Linked DNA regions of Hordeum vulgare: regions 2 and 3 are each linked to region 1. The links are chromatin contacts, called in public Hi-C and HiChIP or PLAC-seq maps. All regions are on one chromosome and are shown on one strand. The core of a region is the stretch at or near the end of the contact, and the rest is flanking DNA. Distances in the headings are between cores, read along the strand shown. Region 1 holds the start of LOC123440255 (transcription repressor OFP1-like). Region 2 holds the start of LOC123444408 (probable alpha,alpha-trehalose-phosphate synthase [UDP-forming] 7). Region 3 holds the start of LOC123444410 (ras-related protein RIC2-like).

Region 1 (3,372 bases), core at 561-3,060:
AATCATTCGTGTGACCCCTTTTTGTGGCGCATTTGCCTTAGGCACCACACTACACTGTGTGACGTCCGATACTATGTTATGTGGCGCGTGAGACGTAGCGTGGGGCCTAAGAGCATCTTCAGCCGTTAAGGCGCCTCAGGGGCCGAAACAACGCCGCCTCGGGATCAACCGACAAAAATAATGGCTGGAGGGGCCTCGGGTTCCCACCATGCCCCCACCCAACACTAAAAGACAAAGGAAAAAAGAGATAAAGTGGGCGAGATGCATGCACATGGGTGGGCCTCTTGCATGCAGTAGAGGGAGATGCTGAGAGGGAGTTGGAGGCTCACAGTGGGCCTGTTGCATGCAAATAATAGCGCGACGCTTTCGGGCGCCCCCCGGCGTGTTGGGTTCGGACTGGGACCGTCGGACCAATTTCAACCCTAACCGGCAAAAAAAAAAGGCTCCTCGGCGTTTTTCTCCGTCGGCGACAAAAAATCGCCTCAAAGGGGCTTGTTGGGGGTGCGGCTGGAGATACTATAAGATATAGACGTCACACTACATTCTGTGACGTTTAAGACAAATGTGACACACAGTATAGTGTGGCGCCTCATTGTCGGCGCCACACAAAAGGATCAGTTATATGAATTTTTTCAAACGCGGTTTAGATTATGAAATTTTTTCGCGTGTAGATCAAATTTATCAATTTTGCCCACAGCCAGCGCGTTTATAGGAGAAGAAAACAAGCATCTCTGAAAAAGATCGCCGTACTTCGCCAATTATGAACCACCGGCACATGTTACATGGACGAGCCGGGCGGCTGCCCGACAAAGGAAGTTCAGCTACGAGCCTGGCCGGTGACGGTGGCCACGCGGGCGGGGTTGAGCTCAAACCAGACCTGGCGAAACACCTTAACGATGCAATCGTGGTGCTCGTCGGCGTTGAGCGAGAGGTAGCACGCCAAGAGCGTCTCCAGCTCCTCCGGCCGCCCGATGCGCTTGCTCGCGATCATCTCCACCATCGAGTCGCGGAATTCCCGCTGCGGGTCGCTCGTCCGCCGCACCACCGCGAACCTCTCGAGCCCCGACACGGCTGCCACGGCGCACCGTGGCGACCGGACGCGGACCGCTGCCAGCCTCGCGCCCGGCGCAGTCCTTCCGGAGAAAGATCGCCGCCCGGTTCCTCGGCGACGGCGCTGGCGCCTCGGAGGCAGCTTCTCTTCGTCCGCGTCGGATGGTAGCGGCGGCATTGCCGTCAGCACCGGGGTCGGCGCAGGCTGCGGCGGGGAGGCGGCGCGGGAGAACGCGATGAGGTGCCTGAGCGGAGGGAGATCCCGATCACCGCCGACGGAGTAGTGGCGTCGGCGGTAGAGCTGGCGCGCGGCCGTGGCCTCAGCCTCGGCGTCGTCGTTGCCGACCGAGAGGCGACGCGGCACGATATCAGCGGCCGCGGCCGTGGGTGAGAAGGCATCTGCCGGATTGCTCTGCGGTGCCGGGCCCGGGGTCGCGCGCTCGTGGAAGCCGCCGCCGCCGGAGCTCTTGGGCTCAGGCGCGCCGTGCTTGAGCTTAGAGGAAGCAGCGGCATTGTGCTTAGCCGTGAGCTTGGAGAACCATGTGAGCGGCGAGAAGGCCGCCTTGCCCTTGCCGCTCTTGCTCTCTTGGTGCGCATGGTCCTGCTGCTTGGTAGTTTTCAGCCCCCACCACCCCATGGCTATCTGCTGGTTTCTCGGTGTTCTTGGTGAGCTCGGTTATTATGTGATGTGAGCTTGGAGTGTGAGGAGAGAAGAGTCCGGGGCCATGGGGTATTTAAAGTCGAGGGGTTTTGGCGGCCAAGCTACGGTATGACGTTTGAAAGTTCAAAGCTGGGAAGCTAGAGCTTTAATAAGCCGTCCACTTCTCTTTTGCATGCATGTGCCCTGCATTTTGGCTGATTGATTTGCGTGATTGACGCTAGTGATATTTAAGCTGATTGTTCGGGAGTAATAGTAGGAGTACATCATGTTTGGCGTGTCCCTCGCAGACTTCAAAGTAGTAGTACTATTAGTGCAGCCTTTGGCGACATGCTAATATCACACAGCCCTGCTGTATGTATGACTTTTGTTGTGTTTACCCAGATCTTGACAGTGGTCTCTTTTACAGATTATGATCAGGAGATCGATTTGGATGCACTCAACAAGACCGGCTTATTAGCGCTGGCATCAGGGACAATGAGACATGGCTGGGCGTGGAGCGATCAGGAGGAGTGCAACTTTGGGAACAGAAAGTGAGATGCAACCAAAGGGAATCACCGATCGAGGAGGCCACTGGGGCGAAACTCCTGAGACCCCATTCCACGAGGCCACGGCGCAAACTCGCCTCTCGTCTTTGCGTGCGTGCGTGCGTGCCCTGGCTGCCTTTCCATTCCTTTTCACCGCGAGAGAGCAGAGCTGCAGACACGCGCGCTGCGGATTGCGGGAAAAGGGCGGCACCGTGGCGTGGAGTAGCAGCTGCAGAGGCTGTGGACTGTGGTGGTGATTGGAGATTGGGTGGGGCCCGCGGCCTGTGCCTGGCGTGCCGGCTTTTGCATGCCTACGGCTACGGTTGTTGCATCCTCTGCGTCTGAGCAGCGTGAGTGTCCGGCCTCCTGCTTTGTTCGAACAAAGTCCCGCCTCGGGCATTCCACGCCTTTTTACTGACCTGCGGCCGGGCCTGTCTCTGCTACTCCCTACTTTTCCATGCATGCGAGGATAAACTGTAGCGCTCCCGCGACAAAAATTCGTCTTTTGACTGTAAAAATTTCGAGATTTGACTATTTTTTACCGACGGGTCATCCTGCCGCTCCTCGCGATATCTCTCCCAAATAATAAAGCGGCTATGCCTTCTGCCGTCGTACCGTTTTTGCAGAAAAGTCCCCCTATTTTTGTGAAATCAACCCGCGGTCTTTCATTAAGTGGAAAAAACGTTTCGTTTTTTCAAAAAAAGCCCCTGGGCAGCTGTCACTCCGGCGCATATCGCGTCCGCCCCGACCCGATTCACCTCCTCCCCTCGCCGCCGACCGTTTGCGTCCTTCGGGCAAAGCCTCCGCGCGGATCCGATGGCGGTGGGGTCTCAGGCGCGCTGGACCGGCTTGGCTTCGAGCGGGCGGCTCTGCAGCGAGCTGGAGGTCGAGGCTGGCCGCGATGCAGAAGCCAGGCGGGCGGCGACGGCGATATCCGTCCAGACCCGACGCTGGACTGCCACGGAAACGGTCGAGGAAGGGCTTGTCGGAGATGAAGCGGAACCAGCTGTGGGAGACGAGCATTGCGCGGGTGAGGCACGCCGCGTCCTGAAGGCGTGTCGGGGGTGCAGCAGAGGCGCCCCTCTTCCCTGGATGAGGGAGGGAGGGACGCGTCGGAGCAGCGACGCCGGATCTGCT
Region 2 (3,372 bases), core at 415-2,914, 430 kb after region 1:
TTTTGTTAGCTTAAAAAGTCTAAATATTTTTAGGGATATTTTTATCCACCGACTGATGGCCGCGCCGGCTGGGGTGCATGCCCCCAACTGTCATACTCGTACGTAGCATCCACGCAGAACAGCTTTGCCATAGCAGGTCATGGACAGCGAGAGGCGCCCGTGTTTCTTTAATGCTTTCTTCCCGAGCGGATATAGAGGGTGCTGACTCGGAGCCGACGCGACGCCGCCCGGATTTGGCAGCGGTGCTCGGTCTCCACGTCACCTACACGTCGGCGCCTGTTGCCGCCCGCTGCAGTCAAAATTAAGCGCGTGCCAGCCAGCACGCAGGGTGAACGTGCTGGCCAGCCGCGTCCCTGCCCATCGACACCACGACGGCGGTGCCCTGCGATCCGAGCTGGCGTCTGGGGGACGACGAGACGACCGCGCACCGCCGATGGATCTCACCCGCCGTTTGGGGGCTCGAATCCGTTTTCCAGCCCGGAGAAAGTTTGCCACCAGCAGCAGCAGCCACATCGTCTGGAAGGCCTCTTTGGACGAAACGTGCGTTGATTCGTCCTGGCTGCCTGCTTAAAAAAAGGAGATGGCCGGCTTCTTGAACTGCTCAAGTGCCGCGGCGCTCGCTTTCCATTTAGAATGACCACTTGGATTATGTTAAGCTTAACCCGCAGCCCATTACTTAACAGATACAGTAGTATAATATAATTGTCCTTCTCAGAATCACGACCGCTGAATCGCCACGGCGAGACGAGATCTTATTTTTTCCGGTCGAGCGTTGCAAGGTTGCTTTCAGGAGGCCCTACCCGCCTCACCACGAAAACTAGATATAGCCCGTTGTCTGTCGAGACATGGTAAAAGACAACGCACAACTTCCAATCTGATGAGCCCTGCCACGGGCGTCGTAGCTGCGGCCCGAGCACGCGATGCGAGCGATGGCCCGACGCTGAGCACGATGGATCGCGTCGCGCGGAGGCTCTGAGCCACATGCTTTGCCTTTCGACCAAAAACCACAGATTTGTTAGCCGGGACGGGACTCCACAAAGATCTTAAATGCGGCAGAAGAAACAGAGCAATACTACAAACAAGCCTACAGGAGCGGAGATTCTCAAAAGAAAAAAAAATCCTACAGGAGCGGTGTGCAGGCGCTTCCCCGGCGCGCGCGTCACGCCCTGCGTCACCCCGGCCACGGCGTCGTGGCCACGCCTGCACCCGACACGTTTTTATCGCCGCAAAGGCGTGCCCACCGGGAAAGAAGAGGACGAAACGAGCCACCGGAACAGTTAAAATGGGCGACAATTATGTAAGCAACCACGGCCGCCTGGATCTGGTCCGTCCGTCGGCCAGCGGCGCCTGTAGCGGCCCTCATCGTAACCGTTAATAAGTGAGTGCGCCCCACAAGGGGAGGGGAGGTGGGGCGCGTGACGCCAGCTGGCATCGGAGAGTGCGAGCGCAAACCTTATCCCCTGCGCGTCGCCCGCCCCCCGTTTCGCGCAGCCTAGATAGGCGCGGTCCACGGAGATCGCACCCACCGACCCGGCGGCTGCCCGTTGCTGTCAGTGGGCGCTAGTCCACGAGGGAGTCGTGCACCGAGCCTCAGCCTCAGCCCGAGCCTAACCCCCACCCCGTGGAATATACGGGGCGCGTCCTCCTCCCCCGTCCCCAACCTCTCGCCTCCGGTTTCACTTCCAAACTCGAAAGCCCACCACTCCCCCCCCCCCCCCCCCCAACCTCCCTCGCTCGCCGTCTCGATCAGATCGGATCGGATCAAAGCGGGGCACGATCTCGCGGTTTCCGAGGGGCCTGGATTTCCCGAGGCGGCGGTTTCAGCCATGATGTCGCGGTCGTATACCAACCTGCTCGATCTCGCCGAGGGCAACTTCGCCGCGCTGGGCCCGGCGGGCGGCGGGGCGCGGCGGAGGTCGGGCTCGTTCGGGATGAAGCGGATGTCGCGGGTCATGACGGTGCCGGGGACGCTGTCGGAGCTCGACGGGGAGGACGAGTCGGAGCCGGCGGCCACCAACAGCGTCGCCTCCGACGTGCCCTCCTCGGTGTCGGGCGAGCGCCTGCTTGTCGTCTCCAACCAGCTCCCAATCGTCGCGCGCCGCCGCCCCGACGGCCGCGGCTGGTCCTTCTCCTGGGACGACGACTCGCTGCTCCTCCAGCTCCGCGACGGCATTCCCGACGAGATGGAGGTGCTCTTCGTCGGCGGCGTGCGCGCCGACATCCCCCTCGCCGAGCAGGACGAGGTCTCGCAGGCGCTGTACGACCGCTTCCGCTGCGTCGGGGTGTTCCTCCCCGAGTCCCTCCACGACCGCTTCTACCACAGCTTCTGCAAGCGCCAACTCTGGCCTCTCTTCCACTACATGCTCCCCTTCGCCTCTACACCAACCTCCTCCTCATCCTCCTCATCGGCTTCCCCGGCTGGCAACGGCCGCTTCGACCGCGGCTCGTGGGAGGCATACGTGCTCGCCAACAAGTTCTTCTTCGAGAAGGTCGTGGAGGTCATCAACCCGGAGGACGACTACGTGTGGGTCCACGACTACCACCTCATGGCGCTTCCCACCTTCCTCCGCCGCCGCTTCAACCGCCTCCGCATCGGCTTCTTCCTCCACAGCCCATTCCCCTCCTCGGAGATCTACCGCACCCTGCCTGTCCGCGAGGAGATCCTAAAGGCGCTGCTCAATTGTGATCTCATCGGGTTCCACACTTTCGATTACGCCAGGCATTTCCTCTCATGCTGCAGTAGGATGCTGGGAATCGAATACCAGTCCAAGCGTGGATACATTGGATTGGAGTACTTTGGCCGCACTGTTGGGATCAAAATCATGCCGGTGGGAGTTCATATGGATCAGTTGCAGTCGGTTCTCTGCTTGCCGGACAGGCAGTGGAGAGTTTCCGAGCTGCAGCAGCAGTTTGAGGGGAAGACTGTGTTGCTCGGTATGGATGATATGGATATCTTTAAAGGGATCAATTTGAAGCTTCTTGCCTTTGAGAATATGCTGAGGACACACCCCAAGTGGCAGGGACGAGCAGTGTTGGTGCAGATTGCAAAGCCAGTCCGTGGGAAGGGTAAAGATCTGGAAGCCATTGAGGCTGAGATTCGTGAGAGCTACAATAGGATTAATGAAGAGTTTGGCCGGTCCGGGTACAGCCCTGTTGTTTTTATTGATAGAGATGTGTCTAGTGTGGAGAAGAGTGCCTACTATACGATTGCAGAATGTGTGGTGGTGACCGCGGTAAGGGATGGGATGAACTTGACACCATATGAATACATCGTTTGTAGGCAGGGGATACCTAGGTCGGAGTCCTCATCGGAGGTGACTGGGCCGAAGAAGAGCATGCTCGTAGTGTCAGAGTTCATTGGGTGCTCACCGT
Region 3 (3,372 bases), core at 498-2,997, 370 kb before region 1:
CCCCAGGGGACGATGCGGGGGCGCGGTCCTTTTTTCCACCCTAGCCTATTTTGTATTTTGCGTTGTATGATTGTCTCCCATTACAGTTGCATGGCATTCAGATCTAATTTCTCAATTTGCAAGTTCCAGTAGCATGTGAGTCATTTGTTGATGGACAAAACAAATTTGTGTGAGCTGTTTCCTAGTGAACACTCTATTCTCAAACGGGAATCACAGAGCTATCATTTTGTCCTATCATTCTATCAATTAGGCAAGAATTCCCTTGATGAACCAAAGACTTATGTATGTCTATAGTCTGTACACACAGCATAGCAAAAAAAAAAAATCAAATCAAGACTGTTATTGTCACAATTTGTACTGCTCCTTATTTTCCGCAATCAGGTTTTCGTCCTATAACCTGTGTCCGAGCCGAGTGTAGGCAGTGGGTTTCCTGATGATGCATCGAAACTGCTCCTTATTTTCTGCATCCCCTCTTTTTGTGTGAATGTTGCTGCTCTAAAGTGGTCTCGATGACCTGCTGCTGCAGTTGCTGGCTAGACAGCTAGCTGATCGAAATCATTTGTATCGTGCTACAGGCCAGATAAGTTGGGAACCAACTTATGTTGTACGAGTGTAATTATACCCCCACATGATTCAGAAACGTAGTGATTCTGTGGCAATTTCTATTCTGAGATCTAGCAAGAATAACCCTCTGCAGTGGTCATTTCATCGCCAAGGCCACACCAACAGATCTTCCAAAACCTGTGACACACCTTTCCTTCTCCAATCACACCCCTCGCATGGTCACACCAAGTGTGCTGGTGCATAATCCAACAATTCCACGATGCATCTCTCCACTGGTTTATGTATGAACTCCAATAAAAGAAGACACCACAGCCACTAGAAGTCTAGAACAACAACAATGGTTTCAACCCCAAACCACTAAACTCTAAGATGTAAGAAACGAAAGTCCAACAGCTAAATCACAAGTAGGTGTCCGATCTAACCTAGAGGACGAATCAAGTGAAACGCAGACCTGAGTTGGGGTACCAAGCAATAGTACTTCATTTGGTATTTGCCACTGCTTTACTACTCCACTCCGATCCACACTATACCAAGATCGTCTAGACTGGCAACAAAAATGAAGCAATCACCAGATTACCAGCATCACCAAACTAATTTGATAGAGCAAATGAATGGCCAAGCGAAGGTAGCATCCTGGGTCCGAAGAAACAGATCAGGAAGCAAGCAAATCCATACTGGCGAGCATACTACTACCAGCGATTTGAACAGCTACTAACAGGAAGTGGCAGGAGTTAGTAATTAAGAGATGGGAGGCGAGCAAGCACCTCTCCTGGCCAGCGGTGTCCCAAATCTGGGCCTTGACGACCTTGCCGTCGACCTGGAGGCTGCGGGTGGCGAACTCGACCCCGATGGTGGACTTGGATTCGAGGCAGAACTCGTTCTTGGTGAAGCGCGAGAGCAGGTTGGACTTGCCGACGCCGGAGTCGCCGATGATCACCGCCTTGAAGAGGTAGTCGTAGTCGTCCTCCGCCCTGTAGGCGCCGCCTCCGCTGCCCGCCATCCCCTTGCCTGTCTCGCGGGTCCTGGACCTTCCTCCTCCCCGGCCAGCTAGTGCTAGGCTCTGGATCTCGCGGGGTCTGGCTGGGTGCAGCGTTGGCGTCGCTGTGGACGACGACGGAGCAGTAATGGGCGACAGCGACACCGTGTGAACTGGGTTTGCTGCCTTGCTGCTGCTACGCAGTCGTAATAAATCTGAAATATTTATTTGGTGCGCCGTTCTTGTGCACGAAACCCCCTGCAGTTTTATGATTTAGGCTGTGTTTGGTTCCAAACTATTTTTAAAGTATTTCAAGAATACTACAGTCAAAATACAATGATTTTAAATACTTTGAGGTGTTTGGGTCTGATTAAAATTGTAGTATTATAAACTACAATATACATAAAACTGTAGTATTTTTGCAGTATTATTACGACACTGTATATTTCGATTGCCAAACATGTCATTGTTTTCATAAACTACAGTATACATTGTCATTGTATAAAAAATTGTAGTATTAAAATACCGAGGTTTAGAAACAAAACATTGCTTTCAACTAAACCTTAGTGTAAAATTGTGCTCTACCTCGAGAGTCAAGATGTAGATCCATTTGGAACATGTATATTTGAAGATGCAAAAGTAGGTGCTATAGAATTTACATCATCAAAAAGTGATTTTATATTTTTAAAAAGGTTTCAACCTCAACAGATGATGTAAAACGATAATGTAAATGGGCAACTCCAATAGTTGATGTAAACTGGAGATGCAAAACTGACCGACCGTCGCACGGCCGCTGTACAGCCGGCAACGGTTGCAAGCGGCGGGGACTGCACAACTAAAGAGATGGCCGGTGTCGTCGGGAGCTCTGTGTGGCAGGCGTGCGTCTTCGCACGGCCGGAAGAACGGCAAGGCTTGCGGCCATCAAGCAGACGAAGTGGCGTGCCTTCACTATCTCTCGCGGGGGGAGGGGGCACGGGTCTAATCTTGGATGAAGCCTACCCCATCGTAGACCTCACACGCGAAGGCATTTAGGCCAGCCGCGGGCGTCGAAGAAACTTCGATTCATCGACGGCTGAAACTGAATCGACGGCTCTGGGCGGCGCCTGGGCGAGGTAAGCGGCTGGGGACGAGGGGTGGGGTGGCGAAGTAACGGCGGGCCCGTGTGGGCGTCGGGCGGTGGACAGCGGCGACGATTTGAAGTGGATTTGGCTGGCAGCGGAGTTGGGCGGCCGCAGCCGGTCGCGCGGAAGGGAAAGGAAGTGGCGGTTGGGTGGTTGGTGGACGGACGCGACTTTACATCTCCTCGAGTTGAAGATGCAAAATTGCACCACAAAGTGGTATAGGATACATCTCGCAGATGTATTTTTTTTGTATCTGCATAATGTCTTGAAGCGGCGTTTTGGGGCCTCGAAGCTGCAAAAGCTAGTTATTTTTTGCATCTACATCTTCTATTGTAGATGCTATAATATCTTTGAGATGCTAGCAGAGAACGAGAAATAAAGTGTATTCCCTCACTTTGTATTAGTTGAGGGACTAGTAGGTAGTAGCAAGTTCATCACAAGGTGTGGCTCCCTCGCATCGCCTCCTCCAGGACGATGGGGGCGCTAACCCTAGCCCCTGCCGCCGGTACCCCCTTCCCGTTCTCATCTCCCCTCGCAATCCTTAAAGGTGACCGTCGGGTAAGTCCATGTGCCGTCGGTGAAGGGGACGACAGGGATTTCGCGACACGCGACTGTGGCACGACTTCCTATTGGGGCGGTCATGGCGATGCGAGATCTTCCTACTGCGACTGATCCTCGTGGTGGTGCTCCGGGGACAACATGGGGATGGCG

The links. A called contact is a pair of places that touch in the nucleus more often than the background predicts. HiChIP or PLAC-seq counts read pairs in DNA pulled down with a chosen protein or histone mark.
Region 2: a contact with region 1 is called in an H3K4me3 HiChIP or PLAC-seq map of embryo, with 10 times the contacts expected there. The contact joins the promoter of LOC123444408 here to the promoter of LOC123440255 in region 1. A contact is called at or near these places in 1 of 6 Hi-C or Micro-C datasets (leaf) and 1 of 1 datasets of contacts at active chromatin or transcription factors (embryo).
Region 3: a contact with region 1 is called in a Hi-C map of seedling, with 2.7 times the contacts expected there. The contact joins the promoter of LOC123444410 here to the promoter of LOC123440255 in region 1. A contact is called at or near these places in 1 of 6 Hi-C or Micro-C datasets (seedling) and 1 of 1 datasets of contacts at active chromatin or transcription factors (embryo).

Annotation. Positions count from the first base shown.
Region 1 is chr3H:486,432,140-486,435,511 of MorexV3_pseudomolecules_assembly, reverse strand. It overlaps LOC123440255 (transcription repressor OFP1-like), which reads right to left and starts at 1,810. Exons shown (of 1, transcript XM_045116832.1): 1 at 733-1,810. The coding sequence starts at 1,687. The coding sequence ends at 818.
Region 2 is chr3H:486,005,870-486,009,241 of MorexV3_pseudomolecules_assembly, reverse strand. LOC123444408 (probable alpha,alpha-trehalose-phosphate synthase [UDP-forming] 7) reads left to right here and starts at 1,664. Exons shown (of 3, transcript XM_045121109.1): 1 at 1,664-3,372. The coding sequence starts at 1,827.
Region 3 is chr3H:486,801,051-486,804,422 of MorexV3_pseudomolecules_assembly, reverse strand. LOC123444410 (ras-related protein RIC2-like) reads right to left here and starts at 1,747. Exons shown (of 2, transcript XM_045121111.1): 1 at 1,329-1,747. The coding sequence starts at 1,564.